2 separate regions of the Sus scrofa genome follow, and region 1 is linked to region 2. A link is a contact called in public Hi-C data. All regions are on one chromosome and are shown on one strand. Each heading gives the region's core, a stretch centred on a gene start, on an enhancer-like site or on the middle of the called end of the contact. The rest is flanking DNA. Distances are from core to core; before and after follow the strand shown. Region 1 overlaps GSE1 (genetic suppressor element 1). Region 2 overlaps GSE1 (genetic suppressor element 1).

The links. A called contact is a pair of places that touch in the nucleus more often than the background predicts.
Region 1: a Hi-C map of liver shows a contact between it and region 2, with 17 times the contacts expected there. The contact joins two enhancer-like sites. A contact is called at or near these places in 2 of 5 promoter capture datasets (fetal liver and liver) and 4 of 47 Hi-C or Micro-C datasets (embryonic fibroblasts and liver).

The regions. Positions count from the first base shown.
Region 1 is chr6:3,521,640-3,528,112 of Sscrofa11.1, forward strand. All of the region lies in intron 1 of GSE1 (genetic suppressor element 1), which reads right to left. Among named protein-coding and RNA genes, the nearest start is that of GSE1, 130 kb to the right of the region's middle. Within about 2 kb of position 4,047, at least 33 of the 83 cell types and tissues checked have an H3K27ac peak or open chromatin away from gene starts, as enhancers often do. A contact at or near this core is called in fetal liver and liver, where this site is marked.
Region 2 is chr6:3,340,904-3,347,211 of Sscrofa11.1, forward strand. The region is part of intron 2 of GSE1 (genetic suppressor element 1); the gene reads right to left. Among named protein-coding and RNA genes, the nearest start is that of GINS2, 130 kb to the left of the region's middle. Within about 2 kb of position 3,333, at least 28 of the 83 cell types and tissues checked have an H3K27ac peak or open chromatin away from gene starts, as enhancers often do. A contact at or near this core is called in fetal liver and liver, where this site is marked.

The sequences.
Region 1 (6,473 bases), core at 2,797-5,296, 180 kb after region 2:
CCAAGACTGGTCCCTTGGAGTTCCCGTCGTGGTGCAGTGGTTAATGAATCTGACTAGGAACCATGAGGTTGCAGGTTCGATCCCAGGCCTCGCTCAGTGGGTTGGGGATCCGGTGTTGCTGTGAGCTGTGGTGTAGGTTGTAGAGGCAGCTTGGATCCCACATTGCTGTGGCTCTGGCCTAGCCTGGGAACCTCCATATGCCATGGGAGCAGCCCAAGAAATGGCAAAAAGACCAAAAAAAAAAAAAAGTCCCTGCAGTCACTAGTCTGCTGGTGGCTTCTGAAAGCAAATACAATCCCTAAACGCCTCCTTCAGGGACTGGAGATGGGGGCTTGGTGGGCGGCAGCCGCCTCTAGGGGCTTGCTAGAAATGCAGACTCCCAGGCCCTGCCCAGCCCTGCTGCATCAGAACCTGCCCTTGAACAAGGCCTGGGGGAATCAGACACTCAGCACCGGGAAGCCTGGTGTAGAGCCCCTTGCAAAAGCATTCGCTCGAAGGGAAAGAGAGGATGGGGCGGGGGGAGGCTGGGAGCACCCAGCACCCAGCTTGGGGCCTGGCTCCTGGGACGGGGGACCAGCCCAGCAGGCTGAACTGATGAACAGAAGACAAGGAAACCCTCTGTGAAAGAAGAGACTGAGCGGGGAGAGAGGGGCTTTTAGGAGGAAATTGTGTCATCATCACAACTCCCAAGACCGGTTTCTCAATTGCCACCAGCCTGGGGCGGGGGAGGGGCAGAACCGGAGGGGGAGGGGAGGGAGGGGGGGGAGGGGACAGGGGAGGCACCTATGGGTCTCAGTCTTACTAACTGAGAGCTCCGGCTTTGGAACCTAACGGAGCTGACAGTGAATCCCGCTGTGTGACTCTGGGTAAGTCACTTCACCTCTCTGAGCCTCTACTCCCCCATCTGGCAATAGGGCCAATGGCGGTCCTTACTTTGTAGAGTTGAGGGAGGTGTCTGCAAGTCAGGAAGGATAAGGTACACTTGTGCCTGTTGGATCATTATTTGGAAGCAGGGAAGGAATTATACACGTGGGGCTATAAACAGGGTATCAGGCAGGCAGACCCCGGGCCGGATGGAGCAACAGCCCCACCTCGTGGCCGATGGCGACAGTGCCCTAGGCGACTGCGCGGCAGCGTTGCGTTTTTCCACCTCTAGGTAATCGTCCCCTTTGGTACCTGCCCCACTGGCTGGATGCAAAAGAGGGTCTGGGTCCCCCCACCCTGGGCCCGAGGCTGCCCCTGGAGCCGCTGGGAGAGGGGCCCCCGTGTCCTGGCCAGACCCAGAGCAGCCGGGAGACCTCAGATGCAGCGAACCTGCTCCCACACCCTGAGCTTCCACATGGAGCAGGAAGTACAGGGGGTGGGGCATGGAATCGCCATAAAGCTGACTCAGGCGTACACAGTCCTTTCATCTGGAGGTCACAAGGCCTGACACACACGCGTGTTAAGTCCACCGGAGGAGAAGGCCCCGTGTCCACACTTCCCATACCAGGGCCCAGTCTGGGCCTTGTGTGGAGAGAGATGCAATGATCAGAAGCATTTCACATTCCCTCTTTTCTACGAGAGAAGCCTCGGATCAGAAAGGTTGGGTGTTTTGCCCAAGGTCACACAGCACGGTGTGAACCGGTCTCTCTAACTCCCATCTGGCTGGATTAACTCCTGCCTGGTAGCCAGGCTGGGAAAGGTGAGCCGTGAACAGGTCCCATGCGTCAGGCTGTCCACGCCTGGGAGGGGAGTGACTCCTTCCAACTCCCGGCAACCCCTTAGACCCCCTCAGTGGCCTAGGTCCAAGCACCAGGCCCCAAGGGCTCACATTTGGCCACCAATATTCGTCAAAGAGTCTGAGAGAGAGCACAGAATTTGGGACCAGGCAGATGCAACTTTTTTTTTTTTTTGTATTTTCTAGGGCCGCACCTGCGGCATATGGAGGTTCCCAGGCTAGGGGTCTAATTGGAGCTACAGCTGCCGGCCTATGCCAGAGCCACAGCAATGCCAGATCCGAGCCGCATCTGCGACCTACACCACAGTTCATGGCAACGCCAGATCCTTAACCTACTGAGCGAGGCCAGTGATCGAACCCGCAACCTCATGGTTCCTAGTTGGATTCATTTCCGCTGCACCGCGATGGGAACTCCTCAGCAACATTTTAAATAATGAAATATTTCAAACATACAGAAAATAATGTAGCAAGCACACACACAGGTACCCGCCTCTTGCCCACCTGTACCCCTCCCCAACCCAGAAGAGACGGACACCGCTGTGCAGCCAGGGTCCCTCTGAGTGTGTTGAGAGCCGGGGCTTGCCCATCAGCAGGGCCCCCAGGCCTCCCTCGCCGATACCAGGGGAGTGACCCACGCGGGGTACCTGTCCCTCGGCAGAGGCATCAGTTTCTTGCGGCTGCTGTGACGGGGACCACAGCTGCGTCTTTCAAACATCTCCACTCCACCGTCTTCCAGCCTGGAGGGCAGAAGTCTGGCACGGGCCTCAAGGGGCTAAACTCAAGGTGGCACGAGGCTGGTTCCTTCCGGGGGGTTCCAGGGGAGCATCCCTGCTTTTCCCGCTTCTGAAGGTGCCTGCAGCCCTCGGCTCGTGGGCCCTTCCCTGCATCGCTGCAATTCTTATTCGGCCACCACACGTCCTACTTCCATTTCTCTAGAATCCCCTCCACGTCCGTCCTATAAGGACCCCGGGATGGTCTCACCTGGATAAGCCACATCAGGTCTCTCTCTCTCCCTTACACACACACACACACACACATACACACACACACACACACACACACACACACACGGTTCTGTGGACTGGAACGCGCCCATCTTGGGGGCCATTATTCAGCCTGGCCCAGCAGGTGTTTACCAAACGTGGCCTTGCCCCTGTCCCCCCACCCCTCCCTCTCGCAGGAAGCACACACGAGGACCCCAAGGAGCTGGCGGAGCACCAGCAGGTGGGAGCAGAAGCAAAGGAATGAGAGCTCCCGCTGTGGCGCACAGGATCACGGCATCACTGCAGCGCCAGGATGCAGGTTCCATTCCCGGCCCAGCACAGTGGGGTCAGGATCCAGTGTGGCCGCAGCCGCGGCTTGGATCTGATCCCTGGCCCAGGAACTCCATATGCTGTGGGGCGGCCAAAAGAAAAAAAAAACAAAGGAGCAAAGGAATATGACAGCGGAGGAGCCAGGGGTCCAGGCTTGGGCTCTCAGGGACAGCCCCTTGGAGGAGGGGGCCTTGCAGCACGGGCCTCTGGCGCCCCCTGGCCACACCCACGACGGGGTGGGGGGGAGTGTGTGCCCCCTGCCAGGGAGGGAAGCTGTGCCCTTGTTCTGCCCACACGCTGCAAAGCCCCCCTCCCCCAGCCCTTGTTCCTGGGGAGCCCCAGTTACAGTTTTAATGAATTCCTTGCCCTCTGATTAGCAGGTGCGGCTTTGAAAGGGAGCGCCTGGCGTTTCCCTTGCAAGGAGCCTTTAATAACCAAACCCAAGGACTCGTGGGCTGGCTGCCGCCTAATCCCCATCTGAACGGCAGGCTTAATGAGCCCTGGCACCAGCAAACCCCGTCCTGCCCTCTCCCAGCCGCCTGGAGCGCCCCTGGGGCTCGTTACCAAGCAGTTTCCGCCCTGCCGGGAGAGGCCCCAGCCGTCCAGGGGACTGAGGTCTGGGGGCCAGCATGTGCCCAGACTGGGTAGCATCCTACAGGCCACTCTGTGTCCCCGGGCCAGCAGGGCCCCCTCTCCAACACTGCCTAGCACCAACCAGAAGCCCAGGCCGTTCTGCTCTGTCCAGTGGCTGACGGATGCCCTGACACCATCTGTATGATCCTGAGTTGTCCCTGGTCCCTGGGGATGCCCGGGGGGCTGAGACCTGTATACACAGGGACATGGATCCGGCGCAGCCACCTCTGGGCTTAATCTCACTCAGCAGCCCTGGGAGGCAGGCAGTGTTAACGCCCCCTTTACAGATGACAAAATCAAGGTGCAGAACAGCCGAAGCCTTTGCTGGCAGCTAAAGGGTGGCAGAAGGCTCCAACAGGGTTGGTCGCATTCCTAGGCTCAGCTCTTGCCGCGGGGCCCAGGGAGCTGTGGGGAGGGACGGGGCAGAGTTCGAAGGTTCAAACAGCCTGTCGCCTGAATCTCTGGCCACACTAGGGGTGGGACCCACCACCGAAGCCTGTCTCATCGGAAGCTTCCAGGCCAGGGGGCCCTCCGCCACCCTCCTGCAGATCCAGGGGTCACCTACTGCGAGGCTGGGGTGGGGGTGGGGCAGCACGGAGGTCTGGAGGGTCCCCTCTGTCCCCAACCACCCCATCATCGGCGGGAGGCTGGGGGTGGAGCTGCGGGCTGGGTGGCAGCCTCGTAAATCAAGGGAGAGGCGGGGCACACAAAGACCCCCGGAGGTGAGGGGTGGCTCGGTGGCGGGGTCGGGGGGGGGGGCACCCAGGCCCCTCGCCTCTCTCCAATTCCCTCCCCAGGGTGTGCCCTGCAGGGCCCAGAGAGGGGCCTGCTCCCCGAGAAGGAATATTCTAGAACACGGGGGGTTTATTTCTCTGAAACTAAATGGATCCGCCTCGGGGTTCTGGAAGGAGGCGGAGGCACCTCCCACCCCATTTTGTGCGGCAGTTCCCTCCTCCCCTTGCTTCTGAATAGCCCGCCCGTCCGCCCAGAGCTTGAAAGGCGTTTGGAGTGTTTAGGCGGGAGAGGAGAGGCCTCTGCTGGCTTCCTTTGTTGGGAAAGGGCCCCCGCTGGGCCTTTATCTGGCTCTGCCGGCTCTTCCTGCAGCTGCTGAGACACCTCCGGCAGGAGGCTCAGGAAGCCCGCCCGCCAGGCCTCCCGTCCCTGCTGGGGTGGGGTGGGTGGGTGGGGGGTCCAGCCAGGCCAGCACCTCCGGCCCCTCCACTCCCGGGGCGGGCAAGGGGCTCAGTTTGGAAGCGGATGGGTCTGCCGGGTCTGGCCACCCCGGGTCCCCTGGCCTGGCAGGACCTGAGCTCCCTGGCATCCGTCAGGCTGGGGCAGGGTACCAAGCAGTCATTGAGCACCGGCTGCATGCAGCACCGGCCAGGTCACTGTGGGAGAGCGACGGGCAGGTCCGAGGGGCCGGCTGGGCCCTGGCCTGGGGGTCTGCTGGATTCAGGTGGCCCGGTCGTCTGAGCTGGGCACTGGGGGAGGGGCGGGGGTCCTGCCGCAAAGACGGCGGGGCCCCCTCCTCCCAGGAGCTGGCGGGCGAGCAGGAGAGAGGCCATCCCTCCGCACACCCTGATAAGCGCCAGGGAACCGGGACGGCCTGCCCGCCTCTCCGCCCCTCAGCTTCCCCCCGCTCCCCGGCCCCGTGCAGTGGGCTGTGGGGTGCAGGCCCGGTGACCTGTGAGCACCCTTCCAGCCCTGACCCTCCGGGCTGCGAGGACAGATGATATTTCCCAAAATGGGCCGCACTGCTCCCTCCCAGGCCACACGCGCGTCCAGATCGTTCCAGCTTGGCCCCCTCCTTGACGCTGGAAGGGGCAGGGGCATTGTGAGACCGGCCCTGATGGAGTCAGGGAAGTGGATGCCAGGGGGCCAAGGAGGCCTGGTCATGAGGGTGGTACAGCTTCTGCCCGGCTCTGCCTCAGGACCCTTGGTCTTAGGACCCAGCCACCCTGCTGTGCTGGGGTTGGGGAGGGCACACCGCCACACTCCCAGCCCTGCCACTGCCCGGGCCACCAGCCCTGTGGGCATGAGGGTGCCGTCTGGGAGGTGCATCCTCCAGCCCTAGTCCAGATGCGAAAGCTTGGGGAGCAGAGACGGGTCCCCCCTGCCCAGCCTCACCCGAATTGTCCATCTGTCAGCCAAAGCGGTGGTTTCCTGCTCCCGACTTCGGGGTGTCTGGTCACACAGCTGTCACCCAGATGACCGGGAGAAACCGTCCCCTGACGGGGAGCCCAGAGCACTTAGCACGTGCCCACAAATACTAGTTAATATGAGTAAATACTAGTTAGACTGACGCTAAAACATGAGTTAAACTCAGACAGGAAGTGCTTCCTAAGGGCCAGGCACTGTTCGAAGCATTTTCATTTTCCAGATTAAGAAACTGAAGCACAGAGAGGGAAAGGAACCCTCCTAAGGTCACACAGCCAGAAAGTGGGGGGAGCTGGGATCTGAACCAGGCCAGTGGCTCCAGAGTCTTCCCCTCTAACCTTTAGGTTTTACGGCCCCTCCCCAAGGGTTGGGAGGATCCCAGGTCTGGGAAAAGCCAGAATTTCCTGATGCCAGAAAAACCTGTTCTTTCCACTGAAGTGATGTTACGTGCCAACTGTCAGGCCATTTTTCTGTCCTTGTCCACTTTCTCATGTGAACATATGCTAAAAAGGCAAGTATTAAATATCCTTTCCCACATCACAGGACCCAGGTTTTGCTCAAAAAAACATGATTGTGAGATGAACAACTCAGAGGGACAGTCATAAGCCTCCAGAGGTCAGAGAGGTCTGGGACATAAAGAACGAAAAGGG
Region 2 (6,308 bases), core at 2,083-4,582:
CCTCAGGGTGGACCCGCCCTCTCTAAAGGCTGCACAGGCTCCAGAGCCCTGCCACCAGAGGGCACCGTTAAGAATCAGGGCAGGAGTGGTGGCCTGACCTTTCAAGTGCCCAGAGTAGAAAGGCCAGCTCAAATGTCACTTCCTCTCTTGGACACTGATTCCACCCCCACCTCGAAACCAAAATCATTGCCTCTTCTGCACTCCCAGAAATTTCTACACAGGCCCCTGGGCACCAGCATTTGCTACCCCGAATTAATGCTAATCCCTCAGTACCACCAGGGCAGGGCCAGCCCAGGGCCCAGGTCTCAGCACGCCTGGTATGAACTTAATGAACTTACCACATTGAATTTTTTTTTTTTTTTTTTTTTTTTTTTTGCCTTTCAGGGCTGCACCCGCGGCATATGGATGTTCCCAGGCTAGGGGTCAAATTGGAGCAACAGCTGCCAGTCTACGCCACAGCCACAGCAACTCAGATCCGAGCTGCCCCATCTGTGACCTACACCACAGCTCACGGTAATGCCGGATCCTTAACCCACTGAGCAAGGCCAGGGATCGAACCCATAGCCTCACGGATACTAGTTGGGTTCGTTACTGCTGAACCGCAACAGGAACTCCCCATGTTGAGTATCTTAAAAGAGTGGCTTCCCTGTTCTTGGTCCTCCCTCCTCACTGTACTAGCTCCCTTCTACCCAGCCTCACCCTCCTGCCAGCCTCCCTACGGCCAGCCTCCAATGCCACCTCCTCCATGGAGCCTTCCTGGATTTCCTCAACTAGGGTGCTTGATCCTGGGAGATGCCACAGCCCTGCATCCTCCTGGATCTCACGCCTTGTTCGTTCCCGAAGCAACCTGACAATGAGCCACAGACCTCCTTTGCGGCTCCCGCTGGGTCCCTGCAAGCCCAGAACCCCACGGGGCAGGCCTTGCCCAGCTTGGGTGGTGATATTTAAGAAGGGGCCGACTTGATTTGTGTCCAGGGAGGACAGAACTAGGTCAAATGCACATGTGTGTTTCATGTGAAAAGCAACAGTCTAACAACCCTCGGTGGCGGGGTGGGTCTGACCCTGGGAGACCACCAAATGGAGAGAAGGCAGAGGTTGGGCCATCTGATCTCTGAGGGCCCTTCCAAGGCCAATGTTCCGTGACTTCCCAGCCCCGCAGGCCATTAAGCAAGTGGCCAAATGCCCACTGGGCAGCGGTCCAGGGCTGGTCAGAGGGCGCTTCCTGTCCCCCTGCAGGGGGAGCAGGAGAAGGGCAGGGGGAGGCCCGCGGGCTTCCGCTGGGGGCCTGGCGTCAGGGGCTGGGTGGGCCAGGGCCCTGGAGGCAAGACCTGGGCCCAGATCAACTCAAATCCGGCCAGGCCCCAGCCTCTCACCCAGCTATAATCCGGCCCAGGGCATCCGGCAACCCCAGCCCGAGCAGTGGAGGGCCTGGCCTCAGTGGGAACAAGTCGGAAAAATGCATTTTCCCCAAAAGACTTGTAAAAAAAATTCTCACTGATTTTTTTTCCCTTTTACCCCAAGCTTTCACAGCTCTAAATATGCCACACTTAGGAATTTTACGAGCAAACTAAGCTATACATCACACAGTTTTATGTTCCTAAATTAACAAAAGGACTTTAAATCTATATGGAGCTCTTAAAAAAAAAAAAAAAAAAAAAAAAAACCTGCATCTCTTTTTATCCCCTCCCCCCAAATTCTCTTTTCCTTTCTAATAACCCCCCTAAACTCACCCAAGTGACTTCGAAATTTCTGCTGATTGCGTAGTTAGACCACCAAGGAAAGGCAGTGCCACATACGAATAAGGAACTGCTTTGCTGAGGACCCCCTGAGATGGGGGGTCCGCTGTCCCTTGGGAGAGGCTTCTTTAGGGGCTATTAAAGCCTGATTTTTTTGTTTTTTTTTTTCCTGCCAGGTAGAAGTGTGACAGGACACACAGAAGGAGATGAAAAGGCCACCTCTCCCAACCCAATCTCACTGAAAATCTAAGAATTCCCAATCAACAGGTCCCTTGATAAAGTCTTCTGATGTCTCTTTAGTGGCAAAACGCAGGGTAGACCAGATGACTGGAGGGGCCCCCCTTGCACTTGATCTTGGAGAGGAGGAAGCATGGGTGGGGCTGTGCCATTCACAAGCGACATGGAGCCCGGCTCTTGGAACAGAAGCCCAGGTCCAGACACTTCATCCCATGGCTGGCTCTGTCGCTGGGAGCCGGGTGGCCCTGGCAAGCTGCCCTCCAGCCCTCCACTTCCTCCTGCACAGAAGGAAGAAAATCTTCCTTGCCCCCGCCCCATCCGAGGGCAGGAGTCCAGGTCTCGGAAGGACCGTTTGCTCCGAGGGCATAAAAGAAACTTCTCGTGACTGCAAGAGTGAAGGAGATAAGAAGCGGGCGAGTTTCCAAGGGGGCTACGGCACACTCCCACCCAGGGAGTAAGCACAACGCATTTAAGGCAAGAAAAAATCTTAATGAGAACGGGGTGGGAACGGGACCAGGCCCCTCGGAGAAGGGCTGGGCCGCAGCTGGGACAAAAGGGCCCCTGGCTTTCCCAGCCGACAGATGGAAATGTGGCCGCCCCTCCCCATTTCTCAGGGGTATCGGAAGATTAATTAGTGACTGCCTGGAAAGTGCTAGATGGGAGCCGAAATGCTTGTCCCCGCTGAGTTTCTGAGCTGTAAATAAGCAGCTTTCTCAATCACAACTGAAACAGCAACGTTGTCCTTTTATCTGGCTCGAGATCCCACAAGGCCCCGACGGCCCCCCAGAGCAGGCCTCGGGTCGTTCCAGAGCCGCCCCAAAGCCACGGGTTTGCTCTTGACCCAGCAGCTTGCCGTGATAAGCCAGAGCTGGGCATGGCTTGGTCACAGCTGGCAACTGGGGACAACCTGCCCCTCCAGCTTCAGCTCCTGAGGGCGGTGGGGGGGGGGACCCAGGGATCTGGCAGCAGGCCTGCCCTCACCGCCAGGTGGGCCTGCTTTCTGAACTCAGTCTGGGGGGTAAAACAGGCAGCTCCCTGCAGGCCCCCCTGGGCCGAGGCTCCCGTCTCCTAGGCACCGCCAGCTCCCAGCAGGGCAAGCCTGTCTCCTGCAAGCCCGTCAAAGGATGTGTGGCGTGGCGCCTGGGCCAGCCGACCTGTGGGGGGACAGCCAGGGGCAGGGGGGATGTTCTGGGGACACCCGGATCCTCTGAGAGCAGCAGGCTGTGTGGCTCTGGCCAAGCCTCAGACCTCTCTGGGCCTCAGTTTCCTCCCTGGGGAATCCGGAGTGGCCTTCCCAGCAGTGGACAGAAAACCCCCAGGGGAAGAAGCCAGGGTCACCCAGAGTTCAGCACGCGGCCAGGGTGGGGTCAGCTGACAGCCGAGGAGTCCTCCCTTCTCGAACTCCAGGAACGAGATAAGGGGGCCGGCCGGCAGGGCGCCGCCGCCAGCACCAACGGCCAATTCCCTCCCTTGCTCGTTCAACAAATATTTATTAAGCGGAGACTCTGGAGCCAGACTGCCTGAGGTCAAAGCCCGGCTGCACCGCTTACAGCCCGTGCGACCTCACCCTCTGTGCCTCAGTGTCTCCGGCTGGCAAGTGGGATCACGCTAACACTACGTCTGCTACCGAACGGGCACCAGAGGAGGGGCTGCTGCCACCTCTTCCTCCTTATTATTTGTTATTACTATTATTATTTGTCTTTTGTCTTTTTAGGGCCGCACCTGCAGCATATGGAGGTTCCCAGGCGAGGGGTCCAATCGGAGCTCCAGCTGCCGGCCTACACCACAGCCACAGCCACACGGGATCTAAGCCACATCTGCAACCCACACCACAGCTCACGGCAACGCCGGATCCTTAACCCGCTGAGCGAGGCCGGGGATCGAACCCGCGGCCTCATGGTCGCTAACTGGGTTCCTCAACCACTGAGCCGCGACGGGAACTCCTATTTCTACTATTGTTATTACCAGTCCGGCGCTGAGTTGGCCAGGAGAGAAACCCACCGTCTCCACCTGCCCACGCCGGGGGGTGTTCGGAAAGGGACAGACGGCTGGGCGCGTGTGCACACAGAAGAGCATTCTGAGAAGCACTGGAGCCCCCCTCCCCCCGCAGGTCCCCAGTTCCCTTTGCACAGGCCCGGTCCACCCTCTCCTGGCACAGGCAAGCATTCTTCTGGATCCCAGTCCCCCCACTAGTGACACCGCGTCGTGGGGGTGAGGGGCCTGGTCCAAAGACCCGAGTTCAAGTCCCAGCTCGATCGCTACGAAGCCCTGAGATTTTCTGCAAATGATTCCACCCTAAGAATAATGATTATTATATAGCTGCCACCTGCTAAGTGTCCCCTTTGTCCCAGGTGCAGTCCTCAGTGCCTTGCAAAGATTCACTCATTGAATTTAATCCCTTGCACCAGAGGCCGGCAAACTTCCCTTGTAATGGGCTAGATCACGCCTTTTAGGCTTGGCTGGCCTTGTCACAACCACTCCAGTTTGCTGGTGGAGCACGAAAGCTGCCCCAGATAATGCACAAAGGAATGGACATGGCCTTGTGCCAATAAAACTTTGTTTACAAAAATCAAACGGTGGGCCTCAGATGGCCTTACACGGATAGTGAAATGACCCAGTGATGGGTCCCATTTCACAAATGGGAACATCGAGGCCCAGAGAGCTTGTTACCTGCCCAGAAGAGGCAGAACAGGACTTCAAACCTGAGTGCCTGGCCTCAGTCCTGTCAAACAGGAGAAGCGGTGCCTGATGCCAGCCTGGCTGGGAATGAACTGCCCCACCCCCAACCCCCAGAACAGCTGGCTGGGCAGGTTCTGGGCCCTGCTCCCTGCAGTTACAGACACCGTGACAGGATCTGGCTGTGGGGACAGAATGGGGTTCCAGAGGCTCGAGAGCACCTGGGTGTCAGGCCTCTAAGGCCACAGAGCCACCGCATGCCAGGCTGCCACGTCCAGGCCTATTCTTCCCGGGCCAGCGTGGTGGGCAGCCGCAGGCTTCACGTCGCAGCGCCACCCCTCCTGAGCTGGGCAAGCTGCCAGCTCCTCTGAGCCTGACTCTGGTCATCTGTGAAATGGGTGGATGTGACACAGGCACCTAGTTCTGGAGTGGGAGTGGCAGTTACACGATGGATTCACAGCAAGCACTTGCAAGGGGGCCTCAGAAGCTCCCCGAGAACCAGGTCAGTCTTTGCCTCTGGCCTCTCTGACTCCAAGGGGAGCTGACCGAAGCCCCAGGGGAGCAAAGCCACTTGACCTTGGTCTTCCCAGTTAAGCCTCTACACGAAGATCATAAAGTACAAACCCTAGCGGGGCAACTGGAGAAAGGAAAAAAGAAGACTCTGGAGGCACAGACAGCCCTGTCCACAGGCCAAGAGGACCGGCCCCGTGCCCTGACCTCCCCAGGCCTCTCCACCTGCAGGCCTTCCGCTCTGCCACTCAGGCTTCACACCAGCCAGGACCAATTTGCTTTCATGGCTCTGGATTTCCCAGCCTGACACTTCCTCCTCCTCCCTCTGCAGCTCCCAGTGTAAATAAAAAAACCGGTCACCTGAGGAATACATATGCGCCAGCAGCCACCCGGTGGCAGGGGAAGTGGGGTGCCGATGACAAACACCTGTGCTTTGCAGAGGCCCCGTACTTCAGAAGATTCCTTCCTGCCACACACATGGGCTGAAAGTCTCTACAAGACAAGGCGCAGCTCTGGGGGCCGCGCCGCAGGTTCACAGAGGGGAGACCCCTGCCAGCTTTCCGGCAGCTCCCTGGCCAGGGGGAAGGCCGCGGAAGCCACCAGCCAGAGCAGGAATGCCAGGCCACAGTCTGGGTCCAAAGGGCCTGGGTGCATCTCCCCAGGCACCCGTGCTGGGCCACCGGGTTCTTCCTCCTGGGCCGTGTCAGAACACAGCCCCTTTGTAAACAGGGGATTCGGGTTCTCATCTGGGCCAGGCGGGCCAAGGGCGATGCAGAGGGGAGAGGAAGGCTGGACGTGCATTTCAGGCAGGGAAGGGAAGGAGCTCAGGAGCCAGGGGCAGACCCCGAGGAATATTCTTCCTGGAAGAGTGCTGGAGACACCAAGCCTGAGACATCGACCTGGTCGGTTCCTGAGAAGGGCTGGGGACCCAAAACAGCCCCCAAGAAACTGAAAAAAGAGCAAATGCATGGATTTCACAGGAAACAGAGACGCCCCTCCCACTCTTACCCCCACAAACCCTCCCCCTACTCTGTCAACCGTCTGCCCCGGTTCAGGGGCATCAAGAGCCACATCTAGCACAGCTGGGTCCTGCCCAGGCCCGTTCCCTCCCCCGACGCTCCTCCCAGGGGATCCAGCGCGGCTCTGGGA